Regions from separate parts of the Mus musculus genome. Here region 2 is linked to region 1. Evidence: chromatin contacts called from public HiCAR-type data. All regions are on one chromosome and are shown on one strand. The core of a region is the stretch at or near the end of the contact, and the rest is flanking DNA. Distances in the headings are between cores, read along the strand shown. Region 1 has its middle 120 kb from the start of Gm26685. Region 2 overlaps Gm51669 (a long non-coding RNA gene).

Region 1 (7,007 bases), core at 1,326-3,825:
TTCAATGTGACCACATTAGGAAGAGCACGAAAGAATTCCATTGACAACTGTCTGTCACTCACAAGACATTTTGGGGGCTTTGATGTGAGGTTTAGGTTTAAGTAGAGGCCAACAAGATTCACCTAACTAAGCAGACTTGTTCAAGGTGTGGCCCCGTGCATTACCATGGTCTCAGAAACATCTTTCCTGCAAGGTGGTCTATTTTTAGGACAGTGAGAATCTCTTTCCAGGAGACAAGTTCTCATTCTGCCTGGCACCAGGGCCTTCTCCTTTTCCTTCCTAAGAGACCTCTGGGGAAATTCCAACAGCCTGGTAACCAAAATAGGAGTTGGGGGAGGGGCGGGATGAAAAGTCTTTCTTTAGAATGTCTCCATTCCTGCCTTGCTAACCAGGTGGTTATGTTCCCTTGTAAGCTTTTTGATCAAATGACAGACCAAACCTCCACACTGTACCTTTTCTCCATGTGACCTAGCTGTGCTGACCATATTGCTTGGAAATGGCAGATGGTTTCCTGCATTGAGGACCATATTTCATGTACGTCCACTGTGAAAGATACTCTGGTCCCAGACAGAATCAGTTCCAGCTCACTTTACTAACACAAGAACTGAAAAAAAGACACAGAAGAGAGGACAGGATAAAATTACTACATATTGCTCCATTTATCTACTTCTCTGTTCCATTCCTTGTTCTTCACTTGCAGATGTGTGCACCACTAAGAGTTCCAGCATGGTTGTGTCCTTCCAGTGTAAGTGATCTGGCTATGTTTCACTGAGCGTGGTAACGTGGACCTCTGCCTTGCGGTAAAGACACAGTGTTAATGAAGCATGAGCACAGGAGGCTTGCGCCTCACACAGAACAGATTGAATCACCCAGGAATGCTTGCTATAGTTCTGGAATTTTCCTTTCTCATCTCAGTAAGTGTGGTGGTTTGAATAAGAATGGTCCCCATAGGTCATATATTTCTATGCTTAGTCACTAGGGAGTTGCAATATTTGAGAAGGATTAGTAGGCGGGACCTTGTTGAGGTAGGTGTGGCTTTGTTGGAGGAAGTATGTCACTCTGGGCAGGCTTTGAGGTTTCAAACACCCAGGCCAGACCCAGCCTTTCCCTCCTTCTACCCCATCCTCTCTCTCTGCAGATCAGAACGTAGTTCTCCAGCATCACGTCTGCCTACATGCCACCATGCTCCCTGCCATGGTGATAATTAACTAATCCTCTGAAGGTGTAAGCAAGCCACCAATTAAATGCTTTCTCTTTTGAGAGTTGCTGTGGTCTTGGTGTCTCTTTACAGCAATATAACAGTGACCAAGGGAGTGAGTTACTTGATGTATGGGCATAGTTGGCATTAGAGAAAACCGAGGAACATGTTATAACTGACACAATATATTTGTCAGCACTGTAGGAAACATGACCATTGTGCACACAGTCTTGGTGCCAATACTGATATATCATAGAAATTGGAAAGGCAGGGAGGCAGTTTTAGTGCCTGCCAATCTCCAACCCTTCTCTTTGCAATGTTACCTGCAACTCCCTGCACCTCTCTGGTATTCTTTTCCCTGTGGGCTATGATACCATGGTTAACAGCAAACTCTTGGGTTGAGTCCATCTACACAACAGTTTCGTATATGGCTTAGACAGGTTCTTTTTTTTTTTTTAAATCTTATTTTCAAAGAAAAACCTTTTCAAGATGGAGAAGGTTGAGTCTGAAGGTGAAGTTTCAGGTACTCTGAAACAGATTTCATTTTCAGTGCCACTCAAATCACATCACGCATATAAAAATCTTTGCATCGTATCTGAGTTAGGAGGGTTACACCCAAGAGCTAAGAGCAGAGCCTTACTGGGCAATTATGGACATGCATTTAGTGGTAAAGTGTCAGTGTCTTGGATGTTTGAGGAAAAGACTCAATTACTACTTTCTTGGGAACACAGAGATTATTTTTGGCTTTCGACTAAGTAGAGGAAGATTTCTGAAGGCCCCCAGCAGCTAATCTGATCACCTGTGGTTCTGAGCACATTGTTATGACACACTAGTTACATTTGGTTTGTAAGGTACTTACATAGGGAAGTCTGTTATGTGGCTGACCTCATGCCTTGTGGTTAGTGATTCACCACCCTACACCATCATCACTCCTATCCTTAGGAGAAAAGACAGGCTGAGAAGGAAGTAGACTTGACTTAACTTATTCCTAATAAGTATCACTTAAACCGTTTAATGGATTCATTAAAGTATCGATGTCAAACAAACAAACAATAAAGCTTAGAACATATTAATTACAACTGTGCTGAAACAGATGATATTTAAGAATTCAAGCCAGTGTTTACTCACGTACTTTGGGAAACAAAACAAATGGATGGATTTTCATGTCTTTTAAAAATTTTTATTTATTTTTATTTCTTATATCAGGAATAGAAAGAGAAAATCAATTCAAAAACTGGTACTGTATGAGACAGAGTGCCTGGAATTGTGTTTAAAAGATCATGTAGTATGGGGACATCATCCTAGGTCTATTCACTTCAATTTTCTTCATAACATATCACTACTGACAGTTCACATTTTCCTGTTCAACATTATCATACAAGATGAGTAAGAGTATGGGTCTCTTCCAACATGACTAATGGGCCACAGAGCAGGACCAGCCCTAAAAGGTTTGCTTCGTCCACATGTACAGTATTTAAACGACAAGTATCTCGATGCTCTCCTAGTATCATGTATACTTTACATATACGTATATATGTATATATACATGATACATACATCCATATACATGCATATACATGTTGTACATATATACATATGCATTTATATACACAGTATATATGTATAGTATATACACAAATGTATAAGTATATATATATATATATATATATATATATATATATATATATACACAGATACAGATGTATGTATACAATGTATAAATATACTACACATGTGTATACTATATGTATACATGTATGTGCATGTAGGAGGAGAAATTCCACACATAGAGATGACTGTCCTTCATGCTCTCAATACTCTGGTTGGTGGCTCCTGGGTGGTAGAAACAGAAATTTGTCTAGATCAGAAAAGGCCTAGAGTTTACCAACTCAGGCTCACAGCTTCTATTTTACCAAGTCCAATTCTAGAATAACTTTCTCTGAAGCCGATGCATTTTGTGTGCTGCACTGGCTAATATCTTCATTATTTTTCCCTGTTGTAGTTTCCCCATGACTACAAACCTTGCATTTCATAATAAGCCTGGAATTTCCTAGTGTGCTCCCTGGAGCCATGGGAGGTTTGCCTGGGGCTGCCAGGGACGATGAAGATTACGCCGGTTACATAGAGAAGTAGATTAAAGCCATCCATCCCTACTTTTAACCAGAGAAATTATTTTTTTTACATATTTTATGTACTGTCTGTTTCTTAAATAATGATAAAAACATGAATGTCATTAATCTTTGGTATCATTATTTGGCTAAGAAAAATCCCAGATACTACAATGGAATTTTGAACATTTGGGTGTTGTGATAGGCACTTCAAATTTTAATGTTCAACTCACAGTATTTGGCCCTTGTGCATTATAATACAATTAATTATGTAATATTACTTTACAAATAAAGAAAGATAATAGCATGCCTTTGCTTAGTTCTCCTGTAATCTCAAAGGGTGATCTGTACCAAGAAAAACATCAGAATGCATCTATGCTCTTTCCTAGACTTTAAAAATAAGTACAGCTTGTAGAATAATATAGGTTGTAACATGGAAGCTTTAAACTAGCTATATTAATTTGCTTTCTGTTTCTGTGATAATTACCATGACCAAAAGTAATTTGGGAAGGAAGTAAGGATGGCACTGCCCACCTTAGGCTGGGTCCAACTATATCAATCATCAATGAAGAAAATACCTACAGACACACTCATAGGCTAGGTTATTCAAGCAATCCCTTAATTAAGACCCTCTCATATAGCTCTGAGCTGTGGCAAGTTGAAAGCTGAAGTGAACTAGAAACTAGAGAAACAGGCTTTGTGTAACACTTGTTCACAATGATGGCTTTTAGTTATGATTAAAGTCCTGAGCCTGAGTCATTGAAGCTGTATGCCCAGCTGAAGTCTGTCTTTTATCAATGTAGCAAAAACCAAACAAACAAAAAAAACTGCAGTCGAGGTAATGTATTAAGAAAAGAATATTTTTTTGGAGGAAGAGTTTTGGAGTCTGAAAACACAAAATTGGGTAACTCCATTTATTTAGGTTCCAATGAGGGACTCATGGCAGATAGTAACAGGGAAGGGATATGGTCACAAGAGAGAGCCCACATGTCAAGGCAAGAAGCCAAAGAAAATGGGGATCAGTCAGTCTTGCTCTTTAGGAATAATGGGATTATGCTTCTAATGGGACCTTTAGGACCATAACATTTCCTTCCGAGGTCAGCACTGACAGCAACTTCCCCTTAGGCAACTTCTCCATCTTAAAATTCTCATCACCTTTTATCACATCAGCAACCAGGATTCCAGTGCACAAACCTACGAGGGACACTTTTAAACCACATCTAAATTATAGCAAGGTCCCTACCATTTTGATTAAGCATTCTTCTTTGCAACTTGTGCTATGGACTCTATAAAAGCTATTTCCTGCCTGGTCCTAAAGAGATAAAGTGGATGTCTTTTCTTAATTTGTCAGTCCAATAATACACCTTTCTTTCATTCAATAGCCCTGATTTGTTTCTATCAAAGAAATGCTGTTATCTAAACTGTTAACAGTGTGAATTGATTCTACTGTTTCTGGAATTTTCAATATTTGACTTTAGACATCATGGTTGGTCAATGGGGATGATTTTAGCTGTGACTTACTACAATGGGGATATGGAACCTGAAGAGGCCACCTCCTGACACCAGGCAGGAACCCTAGTGGAGAAATAGAGACAATAACCTACCCACAAAACCAAACATTTATTCTGTCTCCAAGAAATGCAGGCACAGATGATAGAGCAGAGTCTGAGGGAATGACCAACCAATAAGGGCCCAACTTGAGACCCATCCCATGTGCAAACACCAATCTCTAACACTATTAATGATACTCTGTTATGCTTGAACGCAGGAGCATGCTGTCCTTTGAGAGGCTCTATCCAGTAGCTGACTCAGACAGAAGTAGACACCTACAACCAAACAGTAGATGGAACTTGGGAACTCTTAAGGAAGAATAGGAGGAAGGATTTTGGGGACCGGGAGGGAATAGGAACTCTACGGGAAGACCAACAGAGTCAACCAACCTGGACCCTTGGGGCTCTCAGAGTCTAAATCACCAACCAAAGAACATACACGGGCTGGACCTAGGCCTTCCCGCTCATATGTAACAGATGTGCAGCTTGGCCTTCATGTGGGTCCTGAGCATCTGGAACAGGAACTATCCCCAAAGCTGTTGCCTGTACATGGGATATGTTCTACTAGCTGGGGTGTCTTGTTTGGCCTCAGTGGGAGAGGAAGCACCTAGCCTCACAGAGACTTGAAGTGCCAGGGTTGGAGGAAGATACCTGGGGGGGGGGGCACCTGCTCAGAGGAGAAATGAATGGGGAATGAGGGAGAGAGTGGGGAGAGGGTGACCAGGAGGGAGGCAGTGAGCAAGATGTAAAGTGAATAAATAAAAAAAAATTATATTAAATTAAATTAAATAAAAAAAAGAAATCATGGTTGAAAACATATGATTTTGCATTTTATGTGTCAGTGTGAATAACTGAAGTTCACTTATATTCTCGAGATAGGTAATGAACCATGAATTACACTGAGATTGTTACAATACCCTGCAGTTGTGCTTTCTCCTCTATGTGGTCCAGTCCCCATCATGGAGGCCTTTACTGGCCAGTCATAACACAAGAGATTCTGGTTTTGTTTGTTTTTCATACACTCGACTTTAGCAAGGCATAATTTTCTCATATTAGCAGAACTCTGAAACAAAATCACAGAATTAATCCACCAGAGGTCACACACTTCCAGATAAAATGTGTTTACTTCCAGATAAATGTCCTATAATATACATTTTTTACATCACTAACATGTGTTCACTGACAATCCTTTGTAAACTCCTTCATGGTCAACCCTAAGCTTTCTACCTGTCTAGCTCATGCAGTGTGTAGATCATGGTTTACATCTGATCATAACATGCTTATGGTAGAGGGAGTGATCAACCTTGGGTTTGTAAGCATCATCAGCAGGGCATTTTCCTGGTCCTCCTGTTCAGGTGATAGGAAGGAAGAATGAGCCCTCAGGAGACAGGACTGGGGTCAGGAAGCAAACTGAGCCAATCTTGGACAGAGAAATCTTTTGGAGACAGGTTACAAGAGAAGGAACTGGGGGCCAAGCTGGTTTGAATACAGAGGAGGGAATGCTGGAACTGGGCAAAGCAGAGAGGGCATGAGACGATTCTGCTTTGGGCAAAACTGGACAAAGCAGTGGTGGGAGTTCATGATACTGTGGAGGAAGGCAGGGATAATGGATTTGGGAGCTGGAGAGGGAGTAGATGCCCCTCAACAGAGGAATAGGTACAGAAAATGTGGTACATCTACACAATGGAGTACTACTCAGCTATTAAAAAGAATGAATTTATGAAATTCCTAGCCAAATCGATGGACCTGGAGTGCATCATCCTGAGTGAGGTAACACATTCACAAAGGAACTCACACAATATGTACTCACTGATAAGTAGATATTAGCCCAAAACCTAGGATACCCAAGATATATATTGCTAAACACATGAAACTCAAGAAGAATGAAGACTGAAGTGTGGACACTATGCCCCTCCTTAGAAATGGAAACAAAACACCCATGGAAGGAGTTAGAGAGACAAAGTTTGGAGCTGAGACGAAAGGATGGACCATCTAGAGACTGCCATATCCAGGGATCCACCCCATAATCAGCTTCCAAACGCTGATACCATTGCATACACTAGCAAGATTTTATCGAAAGGACCCAGATGTAGCTGTCTCTTGTGAGACTATGCCGGGGCCTAGCAAACACAGAAGTGGATGCTCACAGTC
Region 2 (7,007 bases), core at 2,948-5,447, 420 kb after region 1:
TGGGAATCTGAGCCCTTGGCATTTTCAAAGCCTTGGCAGCCCCCACCCTGTGCCCTTTGTGCCCTGCTGCCCCACTCTGTTTCATGGGAGCTGCTGCCACTTTCTGAGATGCCTCTGTTTGAAAAGAAAAGAAAACCAGGCAGGGTAGACAAATGTTTAACTCCATCTCTGTGTGTACCCTGTAATTTAATGCTAAATCCAGCTCAATTCGGTTTCTGTGGCAACCGAAAGAACCAGCTTCTCTATGGCTCAGCTCATCACTCCTTGCCAGACTCCTAAAGACAGGATGCCTACAAAGCATTCAGCTTCCCAAATACCCCAGCTCTGATGTTTTAGAAACCCTGGGCCCTGAGCTCAAGCCACAAATACAAAGGATGAGAGTCCCAATCACAGAGCATGTAGGAAAGGCAAGAACAAGATTAGCAGAGCTATCTTCTATCTTCATAGCAGTCTTTAGAAACGGGACCGACTTCCTCTAGCCTGGGAAGAGTCTCTTCAGATCACGGCTTACCCAAGCGTAGTAGCTCACACTTATAGTCCCAGCATTCCGGAGGGTAAGACAGGAGGCCTGCGAGTTCCCTGTTAGCCCGGCTTCATAATAAGGTGGCAGACTTCTAGGCCTTAGGCTTGATGGAGTCCTTGACAAACCCACAAAGCCATTGGGCTCAGCACCTTCTGTGGAGGGACCTGAGGCAGTCATATGCCCTCCTAGCAGCCCTTCTCCTTTCATTTACTTCTCTTCAGCATATAGTGTGCTTGGGGCTTGAAAAGTGGGCTTAATTTGGCTTTAGCCTTGAACTAGATACTTCTGGGCCTTCTTTAATGTGAGGCCTGGCTTGTAGAAACATCCTGGGAAATCCTTGGCTAAGGGTTCTTCTGAGAGCCCTCTGCTAATTTCCTGTTTCCTCGGAAGTCTCTGGAACAGTGGTTCCAAGGCATCTTCTTTTCTTTCTAACCATAATCCACAAACAAAATACAAATGACATCATAAGCCACCACCGGACCTATCCATCTTTGCAGTAAGTTCCCCCAATACATTCTGCATACTGCCGCTCTATCCGACACACTCTCTTCAGAGCACGATGTAGTCCAGCATAGTAACTCTCTCTTGCAACCCCAGCACTCAGGAAAGCAACACAGGAGGGTTGTGAGTTCCTGGCTAGCTGTGGCTGTGCAATAAGACCCTGTCTAAAAAGAACAATTCATTTAATCTAATTTTTAAAAATAAACAAAAAGAACAGAACGTCACCATAAAGCTCCCCTGGTTCCTCTGGTGTGTTCCCACTATCCTCAGAATAATAGCATTAACCTGATAGAGAATGCAGGACTTAGAACTGGTCTGTCTTTGCAGCCTCACCTGACCCTCAGCCCTAAGTCTCACAGGCCTCTCCTACCTCAGGCTGGCTCTGTCTTGCCTGTCTGCCATCCTCTCCCCTCCTGGCATGCACAGTCCCCTCTCTTCTGTCTCATCTTACATGCCCTTGTTTTCACCCCTGGTTTCATCAGCCAGGAAACCTGTACGTCTTCCTTGACCTACCCTGTCACCATGACGATTTTACATCATTTGGCATACTAACATGAGAGCTGGGCCTCTTTGCTCTCCCACTGAACACTGAGGTTTGAAATGCAGAAATGCTTTCTGATTTTGCTCAGCTATTTATCCTAGTGTCTACCACAGTGCTTGACAACGAGTAAATGCCTAAAGATTATCTGCTGCACAAATGATTAAGGAATTTCAAGTGATAACTCCTGACTAATAAAAGTATTTCAGGCCACTTTGTTGAAAAGACATCTAACCATCTAACTGTATGTAATCCTAGCTACTGGGAAGCTGAGGCAGAAGGACTACAAGTTCAAGGCCAGCTCCAGTCATTTAACAAGATGGTGTCTCAAAACTAACAGTTGGGGCTCAGTGGTACAGTACTTGCCAGGCTAGCTTCTGTAAAGCCCCGAGTGCTTGCTTGTTCTCTCTCTCTCTCTCTCTCTCTCTCTCTCTCTCTCTCTCTCTCTCATTCCCTCCTTCTCCTTCTCCTTCTCCTTCTCCTTCTCCTTCTCCTTCTCCTTCTCCTTCTCCTTCTCCTTCTCCTCCTTCCCCTTCCCCTTCCCCTTCCCTTTCCATCCCTGTCCCTTCTCCCTGTCTCTCCTAGTGATGAGGCCATTTTAGCAGCATATCTCTCAACTCTGGACTCTTCTTGCAGCTAGAGCCCTTATGAACACAGACAACAGTCTGTGCACAGTGTAGGAATGTGTAAAACCATGCATTGAAGAGAAGCCACCTTCGCCTCACCCACAGCACTGCTACATGTCAAATGTCCCCTGCCAATCATGCAGGTCTCCACACAGTTCTCTCACTCTGAGAATGGATTCTCTCTCAAATCCCTGGACAATGAGTGGTAAGATCAACCCAGTCTCAGGCATGATGGTCCAGAGACTAGCCAACAAGGGAGAGATTTGGATCTAAAATTGCCACATGCATTCTTTCTCTTGCCAGTCCCCTCTCCCTCTCCCTCTCCCTCCCCCTCTCCCTCTCCCTCCCCCTCTCCCTCTCCCTCCCCCTCTCCCTCCCCCTCTCCCTCCCCCTCTCCCTCTCCCTCCCCCTCTCCCTCCCCCTCTCTGTCATCTATTTTCAGTGAGACATGGGTGTGTGACCTCAGGACCCAGGAGAGCAGAAGAGCTGGTTGAGTGCTATAGTCTAAATCCAAAATGCCCTCCCCAACAAGTTCATGTTACAAATATTTTGTTTTCTACTAGTTATTTAGGGTGGTTCTGGAAGCTTCTGGGGTGGGACCAGGTTGAAAGACATAAGTTATTGGGGTGAGTCTTTGGCATATATGACCCCTGGCCACTTCCTGTTGCTCCCCTTGTTTCTTGTGAACTCTTATTCTCTGCTCCCTCATGCTCTCTACACCATGGCAGACAAAGCCCTCTGAGCTCACATTAACTCTTCCTTCTGTTAAGCTGTCAAGACACAGCAGCAATGAATATGGTGTGGGCGGGGGGGGGTGGGGGGGGGAGGGGATATGTAGTCTTTGCTCACTGTTGTTCATGGGGAAAGGCTGCCTGGCCATACAAAATCAGCAGACCCTCCCAGGAGCTCCCCAATCCAGGTCAGTTAACTCTCTCCTTCTGCCCTATGATGCTGTGGTTTGTACACACTAATTATCAGTAGGGACTGGGTGGGTGGGTGGGGTCATCCTTACTCTTAAACTTATGCCAGAAAGTTCTTAGGGGACATACTCCATTCTTGGAGTATTCTGTTGCAGGGTCAGACAATTAGCTAACAATAGCGGAATGAGTTTCAAAAAACCAAAACGAGACACCTATAAAAAAATGGAATTTTTCAATCCCAAAGAAGGAAGCCAGGTCATTTATAAGAAGGTAGGTATAACTGGTGATCGCCCTACTAAATGAATTAAGATGGTCTCAGAAAGACAAATATCTTACGCTTTCTCTCGTTTGTGATTCCTGTATCTCCTATGGACATAAAATTGTGTATATATGACATGAGAGTAGAAGTAAAATTATCTAGGCGGTTGAAGGGGAGGACTAGAGGGAGGAGCAAGAAAGGGGAGGCTGGAGAAATGGGTGGAGTTTGTTCAACCTGCAACATACACTTGTATGAAGCTTAAAAATAAATTAAGTTTATTTTAAGCAAAGCCCTTTCCATGTGACCTTGGGATGTCTTATAGAGGATGTGTCCTGTCAACTAAAAATTGTAGCTCACAGCATCTACCATTATCAGATTATAGTAATATTACCATGGTGTGACACCTGGCACAAAATGATAAAGATATTAGGCCCTTATCAAGTCTCCTATTTAATTTGGTATGAGATGTGTCTGTCATTGAGACATGACAGCTTTGATACAGGTATAGAATTCCAATGCCAAGGCCCCTAGGCTTCAGAAATACAGACCCTGTATTTATTTATTTATTTATTTCTGAGCTTTGGGATTTATAATCTTAGCCTCTCCAGTGCTAAGGTCCCTTTTGCATCCAGGTCAGAAGGAAGGCCTGCTAAATAGCTCCGCATCCTCGGTGCACAGCTCCTAGCATGGCACTGGACACAGGGTGAATGTGCCATGAAAGGCAAGTGGCTTTTGGAGGTAGGTTTTCATAGAAGGACAACCTAACAGTCTCTGGCTGCCTCTGGCAACGGCTGCAGGGCACCCTGGCTGAGCAATCTTCTGTCATTCTCCTGGCAGGGGCAATCAGGCAAGCTGCTACTGGTACCTTAGATGAGTCAGCCATTAACTACGAAGTCATACAGATTCTGCAGGAACAAAACAGCTTGAGTCATGGCCCCAGGTGAAAAGGGCAATGCCAAGCATCTTCTATTTAGCCTGCATAGCTGTTTTAGGAGCTGCCCCAATTTTCTAGACAAGGAAATTAAAGCTTACATGGCTCATCCAAGGTCACATATCTAAAAGGCCAATCTCACGGGGGGTGGGGGGGGGGGCCTTCCTGAAGAAGGCAGAGGAAAAGGAGAGGGGAAGGAATTGGTGAGGGGTGAGGGAGGGGGAAGAAGGGAGGAGAAAGAGGAGAAGAAGATGGAGAGAGGGGGGGAGAGAATGTGTACTCTCCAGCTAGCTTTCTTCCGTGTCCTGAGCACAAGGAAGATGCTAAGGCCCCTCCGAGGGGTGGCCATGAAGCCACGCCTGCTCTGGGCAGGGATCTCAGTGAGTCACCCATCCTGCATTCCACCCTTTGTCCTCCCATGCCCCTCTGCACAGCACCATGCTCCTGGCTGGCCTCTCTGCAGTGCCCTTGCTCCCTGTCTGCAGAGCAGCATTTGTCTTTGGCAAATCTGGGCTGCCAGGCTCCTCCTCTGCAGGCAGGCTGCAGTGGTTCCTTAGAAGGTCTGCTGCCTGCGCTGGGACCTGTCAGAATGAAAGATTCCAGTGCGGCTGGCTCTGTCTGGTTTCTCTCTCCCATCTGCCCTCTGTTCTCATTCTCGTGCTTGCTGTCTCTTCAGCGTGTCCTTCCCTCCCCACTTTTCATGTTCCTGATATAGTACACCAGTGTACCACTGCTGCATCCCAAAAGCAACCCTGATCCAGAGCTTTTGTCTTTGCTCCTCATGGGCCTTCCTAGGCTCTCAGTGTTCCAATAGCAGGACATAACCCTGGGTTTACTGGATGAAACATGCCTGGAGATGGGTAGATTGCCCTTAAATTTTAAACTGCAAAGAAGATACCAGAATAAACATTTGTTGGTGTGATTATTTCTTTTAAAAAGCAAATAAACAAACTTCAGACATGGTTGATGAGAGACAGAGGCAGAGATGAGATAAATTGAGTTAAATGCCACATAGGGATCTAAGCCAACCTCTGACCTCTTCCAAATACTGTATTAGCATATTTATGTTATTCTTCTGTCTTTGGTGGTGGTGGTGGTGGTGGTGGTTTGCATTTGTTTTGTTATATAGGGTCTCCCTTTATAATCCAGGTTGGCCTTGAACTCATTATGTAGTCTAAGTTGACGTTGAACTCACAGTGATATGCCTGCCCCAGCCTCCCAAGTGCTGATATTACAGCATGAGCCACCACACTGGGCTTCAGTTTAGCTCCTCCCTTTCTGTTCTCTGTCCTTCCCTGCAGTTGCTCAATTGCCATCTCCTTTAGAACTACCCCATTGCTCCTATTCTCCCTCCAGCTCATGAACTCTCTCATCTTGAATACAAACACCGTCAGTGGCTCTCCTTGCCCACAAAATCAAGCCCAACTCTACAGAAAGACATTCCAACCCCAGCCTGGAGTACGTGCAATTCCCAAAGGTGAAGTTCTGGTTTTGCCTTTGCCTTGTGTATTCCCATCCCTACCTGGAAAGCTCCTAACCATGCTTCCTGATCTACTCTCACAGTCATCTGCTGTGAACATGTGCCGGTTCCAGCCTTTGCCCTTACTTACACACACACACACACACACACACACACACACACACACACACACACACATACTACAAGTGGATATATAACGAATTGTAAACAGTCTTTCCAACAACCATTACAGAATTACAGAAATTCTCTCACCCTATCATAGAATCCAAACCCATACTTGTGGAATTGGCTGTTCTTTGACTTCTTCCTATAGAGCGACTGCTTCTGATAGCTTTCTGAGGCCCAGACTGCTTACACAGCTGGAATCTAGCTGTCTGATAAGGCAGCTGTCACTTCCCATTCTGCAGAACGTTCCCACAAAAACTGTCCCAAATGCTAAATCTTTCATTAGTGGAAGAGCTGACTCATGAGATTTAAATTAGGGATTCTATGCGGCAGAATAGTTCTGTTGCAGCAAATGGAAAGGAAAAAGAAAGAATTGCTCCAGTTGAGTCTTTCTATTGAAGTCAAGCGTGGGCACGGAGAATCGTGGACCTTGGATGACCAGCTGGAAGAAGGAAATGGTGGAGATGAACTGCCCATGTTCACGTCCTTCTTGATGCTGAAAGTCTCTGTACAAATGCACAGCTCTTTCAAGATCATTGAGTTATCTCCTCTCTAGGGCAAGAGGAAGTCCAAAGCAAATCATGCAGGCCTTCTGAAGATAAAGACCTCTTTGTACCCATGCCTAACACCTGTCTTTGACTACCAATTCAGCAAAATATTTTAGTGGCAATGTGGTAGAACTACTTTGGGATAGGATGTTGGAGCCCATCCTTGTCTGTCTTCCTAGGGCTTTGCCTCATCTCTCTTGGGCAGCCCTTTCTGTCAATGAGCATCTTCCAGTTGACTTTTAATAGCAAATTACTTTCATGAAAGAAGTGACCTCCTTCAGCTCTCTTCTTGGTGGTCCCTCCTCCTCTCCTGTACTTTACACGCCAGAATTCCTTGGGGCTCATCTTTGCTCTTTGGCGGCCACAAGTCAACCTCTCTTCCATCTCTGGAAAACACTTACCTTCACTGCCTCCACTACCATCAGCTCCTACATGACACAGCACTCCATATCCAGCCCAGATTCCAACACCCACCCCCCTGCTCCATTCTGTGCCCATTGACAGGATGGCATCCAA

Evidence for each region. HiCAR-type assays count read pairs that join an accessible place to other places.
Region 2: a contact with region 1 is called in a HiCAR-type map of fibro-adipogenic progenitors, with 6 times the contacts expected there. The contact joins two enhancer-like sites. A contact is called at or near these places in 2 of 115 datasets of contacts at active chromatin or transcription factors (the NIH/3T3 cell line and fibro-adipogenic progenitors).

Annotation. Positions count from the first base shown.
Region 1 is chr1:164,620,551-164,627,557 of GRCm38.p6, forward strand. No RefSeq gene overlaps it. Among named protein-coding and RNA genes, the nearest start is that of Gm26685, 120 kb to the left of the region's middle. Within about 2 kb of position 2,576, at least 26 of the 459 cell types and tissues checked have an H3K27ac peak or open chromatin away from gene starts, as enhancers often do. A contact at or near this core is called in the NIH/3T3 cell line and fibro-adipogenic progenitors, where this site is marked.
Region 2 is chr1:165,042,049-165,049,055 of GRCm38.p6, forward strand. The region is part of intron 5 of Gm51669 (a long non-coding RNA gene); the gene reads right to left. Among named protein-coding and RNA genes, the nearest start is that of Gm51669, 16 kb to the right of the region's middle. Within about 2 kb of position 4,198, at least 151 of the 459 cell types and tissues checked have an H3K27ac peak or open chromatin away from gene starts, as enhancers often do. A contact at or near this core is called in the NIH/3T3 cell line and fibro-adipogenic progenitors, where this site is marked.